Regions from separate parts of the Rattus norvegicus genome. Here region 2 is linked to region 1. The links are chromatin contacts, called in public Hi-C maps. All regions are on one chromosome and are shown on one strand. The core of a region is the stretch at or near the end of the contact, and the rest is flanking DNA. Distances in the headings are between cores, read along the strand shown.

The links. Hi-C and Micro-C count contacts between places; a contact is called where the count stands out from the background.
Region 2: a Hi-C map of kidney shows a contact between it and region 1, with 6 times the contacts expected there. The contact joins the promoter of Cldn11 here to the promoter of Rpl22l1 in region 1. A contact is called at or near these places in 12 of 12 Hi-C or Micro-C datasets (the A7r5 cell line, the Rat2 cell line, Schwann cells and 7 more).

The regions. Positions count from the first base shown.
Region 1 is chr2:113,680,395-113,685,108 of GRCr8, reverse strand. It overlaps Rpl22l1 (ribosomal protein L22 like 1), which reads right to left and starts at 1,913. Exons shown (of 4, transcript NM_001108548.1): 1 at 1,798-1,913; 2 at 749-841; 3 at 487-608; 4 at 1-211. The coding sequence starts at 1,806. The coding sequence ends at 67.
Region 2 is chr2:114,147,627-114,152,340 of GRCr8, reverse strand. It overlaps Cldn11 (claudin 11), which reads left to right and starts at 2,802. Exons shown (of 3, transcript NM_053457.3): 1 at 2,802-3,222. The coding sequence starts at 2,997.

The sequences.
Region 1 (4,714 bases), core at 664-3,163:
TTTGCTCAACAAGTCTGATTTTAGGTTTCTTTAGCATATTTCCATTTTATTAAAAGCAAAGGCCAATTAGTCCTCAGACTCTGAACCATCTTCATCTTGACTAATTTGGAAGTAACGAAGTTCGTAAGTCTCCTTGTCAGATGCGACCACACGAAGCCAATCACGGAGATTATTCTTCTTAAGGTATTTCTTGGTAAGATATTTCAAATACCTTTGAGACAAAACCAAGATTTTATTAGATGTATATACAAGCAATCCCACCAAGACATGCACTGTCACATCTGTCTTGCAACTCCAATTCACTAGACTGATTTCAAGAAGTGACCAGGACACCATGAATCTGCTGTCTCTCTACCTAAAATACACCAATATTCCTTATGTTTGAAACTAAGCAGCGAGAGTCATCTGACTTTTTAAACAGATTAATATAATAATTTTAGCAGAATGCCTGCAACATACTCCATCATAACTTAAAACAGAACTGACCTTTTTGAGAACTGTTTCTCAGAAACAACTGTGATTTTATTCTTCAGGCGTTCAATGTGAACAACATTTCCAAGATTTCCAGTTTTTCCATTGACTTTAACCTTCTCCCGTAGAAACTGTTCCTGTTTTCAAACAGAAAAAATGCAAAACTAGGGAAGAAAACCCTAGTCACTAGGGAAGGTACCCTAGGAGCACAGCTTAGGTTAATACCGAGTACTATATTTAAATGCCAAGATCTATACAATTACAGTAAGATACTTACAAAATTTCCAGAATCAAAAATTCCATCTTCTACTGGATGAGTAAGGTCCAAATGAAACCTCCAGGTTGACTTCTTAGGCTTCTTGTCTTTCTGCTACAAACACAATTATGATGGTATGAAAGCAATTTATTCAGCTTAGATACTGAATACCCACCCCCGAATTTATCAAAGCAGCACACGTTGTATAATGGGGCTATACACAGAGTTAACCAATACCTAAAGGAGCCTGTACTACATGAAAAGGGTAACTTCATTAACTCGGTTTAAAGCAAGGTTTCAATTCCCACGGAAACTTCATTTTGCCAGTAAGTGCCTATCAAATGTAAATATATTAGAATATGTAGTGAGGAATGTTGCTTGATTCTGAAGAACTGCTTCCTACTGTAACTGAACAGAGAACCAATGTAAGTTTCAAATCAAAGCTCCCACCTGGTTGGTGTTTAACTTAAAACAGCATTTTTAAAGTAATAGGCTTCATTTATGGTTTGTTGTAATTGGTCCAAAGCACCTAAATGGCTACCAACTAGTAATAGTCTGCGTCCTCACCACCCTCCAATTATCACCAACCCGGAACTGGCATTTGAGTGAATGACGGGGCTGAACCTGCCCACTGCCGTGCAATGGCCAGGTAATCCCGATGGGTTTATCGTTAGACATTAGCTTTGAATCCTTACTGAGCAGCCTAATCTTTAACAGTATTTGGCTAAAGTGACTTTCCAAATGTTTAAACCATGCTCTTCAAGTTGCTAGCGTCACCCTGGCCACCCTGCTTATCTTCCGGTCAGCGACCACAGGCTATCAGAAACCAGGGAGAAACCAAGAGGCCCGGAGACCGACCTCGCCTGCCGATACTAAACTAGTCGCGGGCCCGGCTCCAGCCCCGCCAGGCCGCAGAGCACACAGGGCACAACTGGGGCTCTATTGTACCAGTAGAGAACCCCGGGACGACTCTATTATCACCGCTTTCTCTCCTGCCGCGCTCCCACTTGCTAGACCTAGCAAAAAGCTACCTTGTAGCCCCCTAGAAAGGCACGCGCACGTATACTCACCGGCGCCATGATGAGCAGCAGCCTTGAGAAGAGGACGGGCCTCCGCTGTACGCACGCTTTTATATAGGAACGTGCTGCGTCATACGCAGAGCGTGCGCGCTGCGCAACTCGGAACCGGATATCCACGGAGCGCTCAGCAAGTCACCTAGGAAACGGAGGCGTGGCGTTGGGGGTGCGGATGCCTGGGCGTTTGGCTTCCGCCTGCGCCATCTAGCGGGCGGCGGGGGTTGACTGATTCTCTGCTCTGGCTGTGGACTTTCCAAACTAACAAACCAGAGTGGAATATGTTCAAGAAATGCAGGAGTGATGTGTCACAATTCAGGAAGGCAGAATCTCAATGTTGCTTTATGATCGTCTCTATTATATTGAGATTATAATCCTCAGAAGTTCTATGTTTTGTCTAGGTTTTAAGGTAGAGGATGTCCTTCTGAAATGAACATGTTGAGTATACTTTGGGTTTACAGGATGGGCATAATTTATTCTACTTTCTACTTACTGACTTGACAATTTGCTGAGATCTAATTATCAATGTTTACAAAGTACACAGGGCTGGAGGTATCTTGATGACAGAAAGAAAAACAACCTTTGAGTTTTGAGTGGTTATAAATTGGTGCCGGGCCAGAAAAGTGGTGAGCCTGTTGGTGTTCAGTAATAATACATTTCTGTGGGTGTGAAACTCTAGTATTTAGGGACAGGAGATGGGATGGATTTTAGTTGTACATTTGGAAAAGGCCCTAGAATGTACGAGTTGTGTTTGTGTTCTCTCCAAGCGATTGGTTATAGGCATTAATACAGTGGAGGTAGGTTTAAGAAGAAATCAATTTCATTAAAATTTAAAATCTGTTTGCCATAAGAATCACAAAAACTTTCCATTCCAAATGTTCAGTCAGGGATCCAGGTTGACATTTCTTCCTAAAGGGCTCTCTGTTCTGCAGAGCAAAATAATATTTGAGTCATTAGGTATTTTGAAAATAAGCCATTAATTGACATCTAAAAATTTTTGTTTAGCTCATCTTTGGTAACTTTCTATGTCATAACAATTAACACTTAATCTATTTACATAAAGGAGACATAAAAACAGTGTGATTCTAATTAACTGGTAATCACCAAATACTAAATTAGAAACCATAATGGGTGAAAATTATTAGACTTTTTTTCTCTGGATTAAAAAAGTGTTAACCAGATAGCAAGAATTAATGTCAATAATTCTCTCTGAGCCCTGGATTTCCTACAGAGTGTATGGTGGCATATACGCCTGTCTTAGTGACTATTCTGCTGTTGTGCAGACACCATGGCCAAAGGCATGTATAGAAGAAAGGTTGTTGATGACTTACATAGAGGGTGAGTCCCTGACCATCAGAGTGGGGAGCCTGGCAGCAGGCAAACAGGCAGGCACTGGAGCAGTAGCAGAAAACTTCCACCTTGATGCACAAGCACCGAGCAGAGAGAACTAACTGGGAATGGTGTGGGCTTCTGAATCCTCGAAGCCTACACAGTGACACATCTCTTCCCACAGGCCCCCATTTCCATCCTTCCCAGTTGGGGCGCTCAAATATATGAGCTTATGGGGGCCACTGTCATTTAAACCACTTGTCTTTTGATTGTTTTTTGGTTTTAAAATGCTGAGAAAAATTAGAACAAGGGCAAATGTGCAGTCCCAACTACTTGAAAGTTATATTAGAGTCTCTCTCTCTCTCTCTCTCTCTCTCTCTCTCTCTCTCAGACAGGGTCTCACTATAAAGCTACGGCTAACTATCATAGAAGCTATGAAGACTGGGTTGGGTTTGAACCCACAAAGATACTCCAGCCTCTGCTTTATAAGTGCCGGGATCAAAGATGTGTACCATCATGCCTGGTAGACAGATATATTTCTAATAGATTATAAACTTAACTCACTGGATGTACTTGATATCAGATCATGAATAGCTGGATCAGTTAAAAAAATACAGGCTATTGTAGATTAAGTGTATTGCAAAACTCCATATTATATAGCCACCACCTAAAATGGGTAAGACATAATGTTATAAATGACTTGTAATGCATGGTTAAGATATAGTGAAGTAAAAGAATGTTTTGGAGGCCCAAAAGCAAGCTATGTTCATACATATCCGAAGTTTGAATTTTCACTTCCAAGATAGAATTTAAAAAAAAAAATCTAAAACTGCAGTTAATATGTGCTTGGACTGACACCAGAACTCTCTGCAGAAAAGCACCTTTGATCTTGTCAGGAAGAAGTCCCTGAGCTAAGCTCCCAGAAATATGAGCTGGCAGCTTTTTTCTTTTCTTTTCTTTTCTTTTCTTTTTTCTTTTTTCTTTTCTTTTCTTTTTTTTCTTTTGGAGCTGGGGACTGAACCCAGGGCCTTGTGCTTGCTAGGCAAGCGCTCTACCACTAAGCTAAATCCCCAACCCCCTAGCTGGCAGCTTTTAAAATTACTAAATCCACAGGAAAACAAATACTATGAATAAAGATCAACTACCCATACCTATAATATAAGGCCAACAGAGCATAAATATATTGAAAATATCCAGAACATAAAACAAGTAGTTTCAGTATGATTAAGAGCTAAAAGTATCTCAAAGTACGAGGGAACTAGAAATAGTTAAATTTTATCAGTATTTAAAAAAAAAACCAAAAAAGTATTACTTACACTTAAAGTATAAAAGTTGAATTATAATTATTTTATGATGAACAAGAGGAAGAATTTAGCTAGTAATATGTAATAGACAATTATAGAAGCTGAGTGTTGTGAGTGATCCCAGTAATTCCAGTTACTGATGAGTTTGGATGATTAAGGTTGCCTTGGTTCCAAGAGTTTGAGATGAGCTGACAGCATATTGAAACTCTGAAGAAAAACAACAGCAACAGCGAAATAGGAAGGACAAAGAAGGGAAAGAGGGACGGGGGAAGACTGATTAG
Region 2 (4,714 bases), core at 1,553-4,052, 470 kb before region 1:
CGGAACTGCCTCAGTTAATAGATATTTACAAGCAAGAGGACCTGTGTTTGCTCCTCAAGACCTATGTTTAAAAAAGAAAAGGCTGAAAAAAAGGGGGCGGGGCAAAAAAGGCCAACCAAATGGCCTGGTGGCTCAGTGTTTACAGCACCCATATCAGTGCATAATCACTCGTAAGTTCAGCTCCAAGAGGTCTGATGCAAAGACAGACAGTCTCTGGAGCTACCAGGCTAGCTTACTTGTTGAACTTCCAGGCCAGCAAAAACCACCTATACAATGATAAAGTCACTAGGGGGCGCTAAGAGCACACGGATCCGCCTAATGCTCTCGGCACGCTCTATTAAATGTCAGCAAAGCTCTAGTATTGAGTCAGTCACGCAGCACTAACTGAAGGGTTGCTAGCTTGGTTGACCAATTTCAAGTATAAACGGTAGAATAACATTTATCACAGCTGTTTCCTTCTTCACACACATCTGTGTTTCAGTACACTCAGTGGCCCCTAAACCTTTCTTTTCAAATACCTTTCAGTAAGAATAAACATTTTCATACCAAATATAATATTGAGTTTAAGGAAGGAGATGGAAACTGAGGTATCCTCTAGAACTTTCTAGCTCTGTGTTATATTGTGGGGACATGGAGAGGTGACATGGCAGAGTTTCGGTGAGAAAAGGAACGGAATGGGGTAGACTGGGAACCCACTGGTGACACTGTCCGGGTGTGGTTGGACTCACTGTCACACTGGAGCAGGGCCTGAGATTGTGTGGGGCTTGGAATGCTCATTTACTGTGTTGTATTATGTGGGAGGTCAGATCGTGATCACTGGGGACACTTGGGATGCAGTGTCAGCAAGGAATGTGGGAGAATCCCTATGTCAAATAAAATGGAGCAAAACAAGAAAGCCCAGAGAGCCTGGCCATGAGACTGTCTGCAGCGCCCGTGGCCTATGGAGAACCTTTTAAATTAAATTAAATAAATTAGCTCATGGCTAATTTATTCAGTTAGATTATATCTCTGCTGGCCTCCCTCGGGTGCCGGTTTGTGTGTGTCTGTCATAGAAAATGATAACAATAATTTAAGTATTTAGTGTCCTGTCTCTTACATGCACCTTACATTCTCATGTGATTTGTGCTACCTTCACCTTCACAGTACGCACGGTGGGAAATTCACTCTTCTCACTTCCAAGTGGAGATCCTGAGAGTCACATGGGTGAAGGAACAGATCTAGGAGGAACGTGTTCCCTGGGTGTCACCTTCCAAGACAGAAACTTTGGGAGTTTAGTAAGCCATTTTACTACTCTGTGCCAAAGTTCTGAATTCTGACTTTGCAAAAGTGTGTGTGTGTGTGTGTGTTTGTGTGTGTGTTTGTGTGTGTGTGTTTGTGTGTGTGTTTGTGTGTGTGTGTTTGTGTGTGTGTTTGTGTGTGTGTGTGTGTGTGTGTGTGGCATATGCCACACATGCATTCAAGAGACCCATGGGTGGGCGGCCATTGCTCAACTCTGACTGACTGAGCCGTCACGTGTAGAACATTAATTCTAACAGAGTTCCAAGAATGTAAGCTTCGTAGCTAGTTTTGCTAGCTACTCCCTCAGCCCAAGGGCACAGAATGAGCCTATCTTCAAGTAGAGAATGGGGGTGCCAAGTAGCCTTTGCCGATAGCTTCTGCTCCCACTCAATCTGGGCTAGCGGTTGGTGGAGAACAGAAGCTAACTTATTTACAGCGATCTGGGCAGAGTGCCTGGCTTTTTAATGTATCATAAGCGGAACACCAAGTGCTTTAGGGACATTCAGAAAGTGATAACCAGGACGGATTCCCAGGAATGGTCAGGGACAGGAATGAGATGGGCCCAGGAATTCTCCTTCCTAGCTGTGTAAACTTGAGGTGTTCATCCTTTTGGGGGCTGTTTATTCTGTGTAGCTTTGACAGTTGTTCCCACTACCAAGTGTGAACAATTCAGTAAGCCGTAGTATCAAAGCACATGTACGTAGCAGTGAGTATTAATAACGGTGAGTAATTGTTGATACCATTGTTTTGACCAGAGCTAACTCTGCTGGCACCACGGGAAAGCATCTTTATTGTGTTAATTGTTTCTTGTAGAGTGTTTGCATGTGTGTTTGTGTGTGGTGTGTATGTGTGTGCACGCGTGTGCACTAGGAGGATGTCTCAGGTCCTTCTCTATCGCCTTCCACCTTATTTCCTTGAGCCATAGAATCACACTAAACCTGGCGTTAGAGTGGCAGCCAGTAAACTCAGAGATCCTTCTGTATGTCCAACAGCACTGGGTTACAGTCTTTTAGGCAATGGCGGGCTTCTTATTGGGTGCTGGGGATGGCGATTGAAGTTGTCGCACGTGCAAGTGCATCAAGTGTTCTCACTCACTAAGCCATCTTCCTGGTCTTTTCTTGTGGTAGCATCGGAGTGAAGAATGTGTACCCTCTTAGTTTCTTAGGGGCGTAAGAAACTTTGGAAGTGTCCACAGCTAAGAAGAGGGAGGGAAGTTGGTAGAAGTTGAGGAGGAAGACACAGACAGAGATAAGAGAGGGGCCCAACAGGAGCCGGACGCACCCCCTGCACTCTGCAGGTCTCCTTAGGGATGGGATTAGTTTACTTTCCAACGCTGACCACGCGTCACCGGCCCGCGGGGAGGTCTGCTGCTCCTCCTCATCCTCTGCTCTCTTCCACACCCTGTACCAGAGCCTGACCCGCGATTGGTCCGCTCGGCTCGGGGCTGTCACGGATTGGCGCTTGCCAGCCGGGTCCACGGAGTTTAAAGAGGGGGCGGGGACACGCTGCCCAGCAGCGCTGCAGTCCCCGCCAGGCGCACCTGTCCCCGCTGCACGCCGTCGCAGCAGCGCTCGCAGCCTCTCCTCTCCACTCGGAGTATCCCGGAGCCAGCGGCTTGCGAGGGCGGGAGAGAGCAAGCCTAGGGAAGGCTCTGTCCAGGCCGGCGCAGGGGGCACAGTCCGTGTGGGTCGAGCTGCGTGGACGTCGCTGCGGCCACCATGGTAGCCACTTGCCTGCAGGTGGTGGGCTTCGTCACTAGCTTCGTGGGTTGGATTGGCATCATCGTCACAACGTCCACCAATGACTGGGTGGTGACCTGCAGCTACACCATCCCCACCTGCCGCAAAATGGACGAACTGGGCTCCAAGGGGCTGTGGGCCGACTGCGTCATGGCCACTGGTCTCTACCACTGCAAGCCCCTGGTGGACATCCTCATCCTCCCTGGTAAGGACCCCGAGCTTGCAAGCAGCTTCCAGAGGCAGGTTGGGCCAGAGATGGGGAGTTTTAGACAGGGCTCTTGGAAGTTTGGAGACTCAGAGAAGTCTGGGTACATTTTTGACATCTCCAATCCTACCTCATAGGAGAGTTAGTCCTAGTGAACCACTTGTCAGCTTCAGTTTCTTTGTACATGGGGTAATAAAGATAGTTTGGCCACTGTTTTGAGAATTTGATGAGTCAAGTCGTATACACATGGTGGGAATCACTCTGTTAATTCCCATGATTTCGTCATCCCAGGTACCCAAGCTAATCGACACTGCCGTCCCGATTCCCTGCTGTCTTCAGTGGGCTTCTGGTTAGAGCCGCCCATAGGACTGAGGGGGAAGGAACAAAGCGACCTCAAATAGGTGTGGGCTGAGCTTCTTAGACTGCGTGGTACCCCGGAGGCATCCAGTGAGGTTAGGTTCACATTTGAGGAGATGCTGGACTGCCTAGATAAGAGAATCCCAGCTGGTTCTCACAGTTCAGGGCCTGCTTATCTGACCGGTCACCCTCCCTGCCTATCTTTTGCCTCCTGGATTCCTCAATAGCAGGCTGCAGTGACTGCCCCCCACCCACTCCAGGGTGATACCCTTCTCCAGTTCTGCCCAGCTGGCTGCTAGGTACTGGGAAGAACCAGTACCCTGGGGGAGGGAAACTCCACCAGGGAGACACAAGTCAATGCCCAAGGTCACCGGATGGGGTGGGGATGGGGTGGGAGGTGTGTGTGTGTGGGGTGGGGTCTGGTTTGGAGATGTTGGCCAATCTCTGCCAGTCTCTGAAACCCCGGGTGAGGGAGTTTGGGAAGGAACATCTTCCTTTGGGTGTCATGGGAAAGTTTGTGGAAACTCTTTTAAAAACTTGTAGCCAGTTGGATGACTTGGGTGGTTGTGGACACCACTTGTAGATTTCTGCTAGAATTCTGTCAACTCCTGTGGCTTCACCATCACCTAGGTGAGGTGGTTTTGGGTGAGGTACATATTTAAGGGTTTAGCCAGCCCTAAGGTCAGCCCTAAGGTCTTGAGAACAGCTAAATTTGTGCCTTCTCCAGGGAGAGCATCATGGTTTCCAGAGACTCTGAACCCCCTTTTAGAGCCTTAGGTGCCCTCCCTTTTCAGGACAGGACATTAGGAATTCACCTCCCTCCTTCCGCTCACTGGCCGCTGACTTATCTTTATCCCAGGATGAGGAATTGGGCTTTGTCTATGTTAGGCGAGCTCTCTACTGAGCAATATCCCCATCCCCATTGCATTTTAAATTCTCTTTGCATTCTCTCCTGGTCCACACCTTTTCCTATACCACATGGTGCATGTCAGACCTGCCATTTGCTACCCTTCAGTCCACTTGGACATTCAGAAGAACAGGCATGAGGGGACCCTGGTGTGGACTTCTTTTAACCCTGGCTTTGGTAGAACTGGGTTAGATCCAGCACTCACAATCTGGGTTATCCAAGACAAGG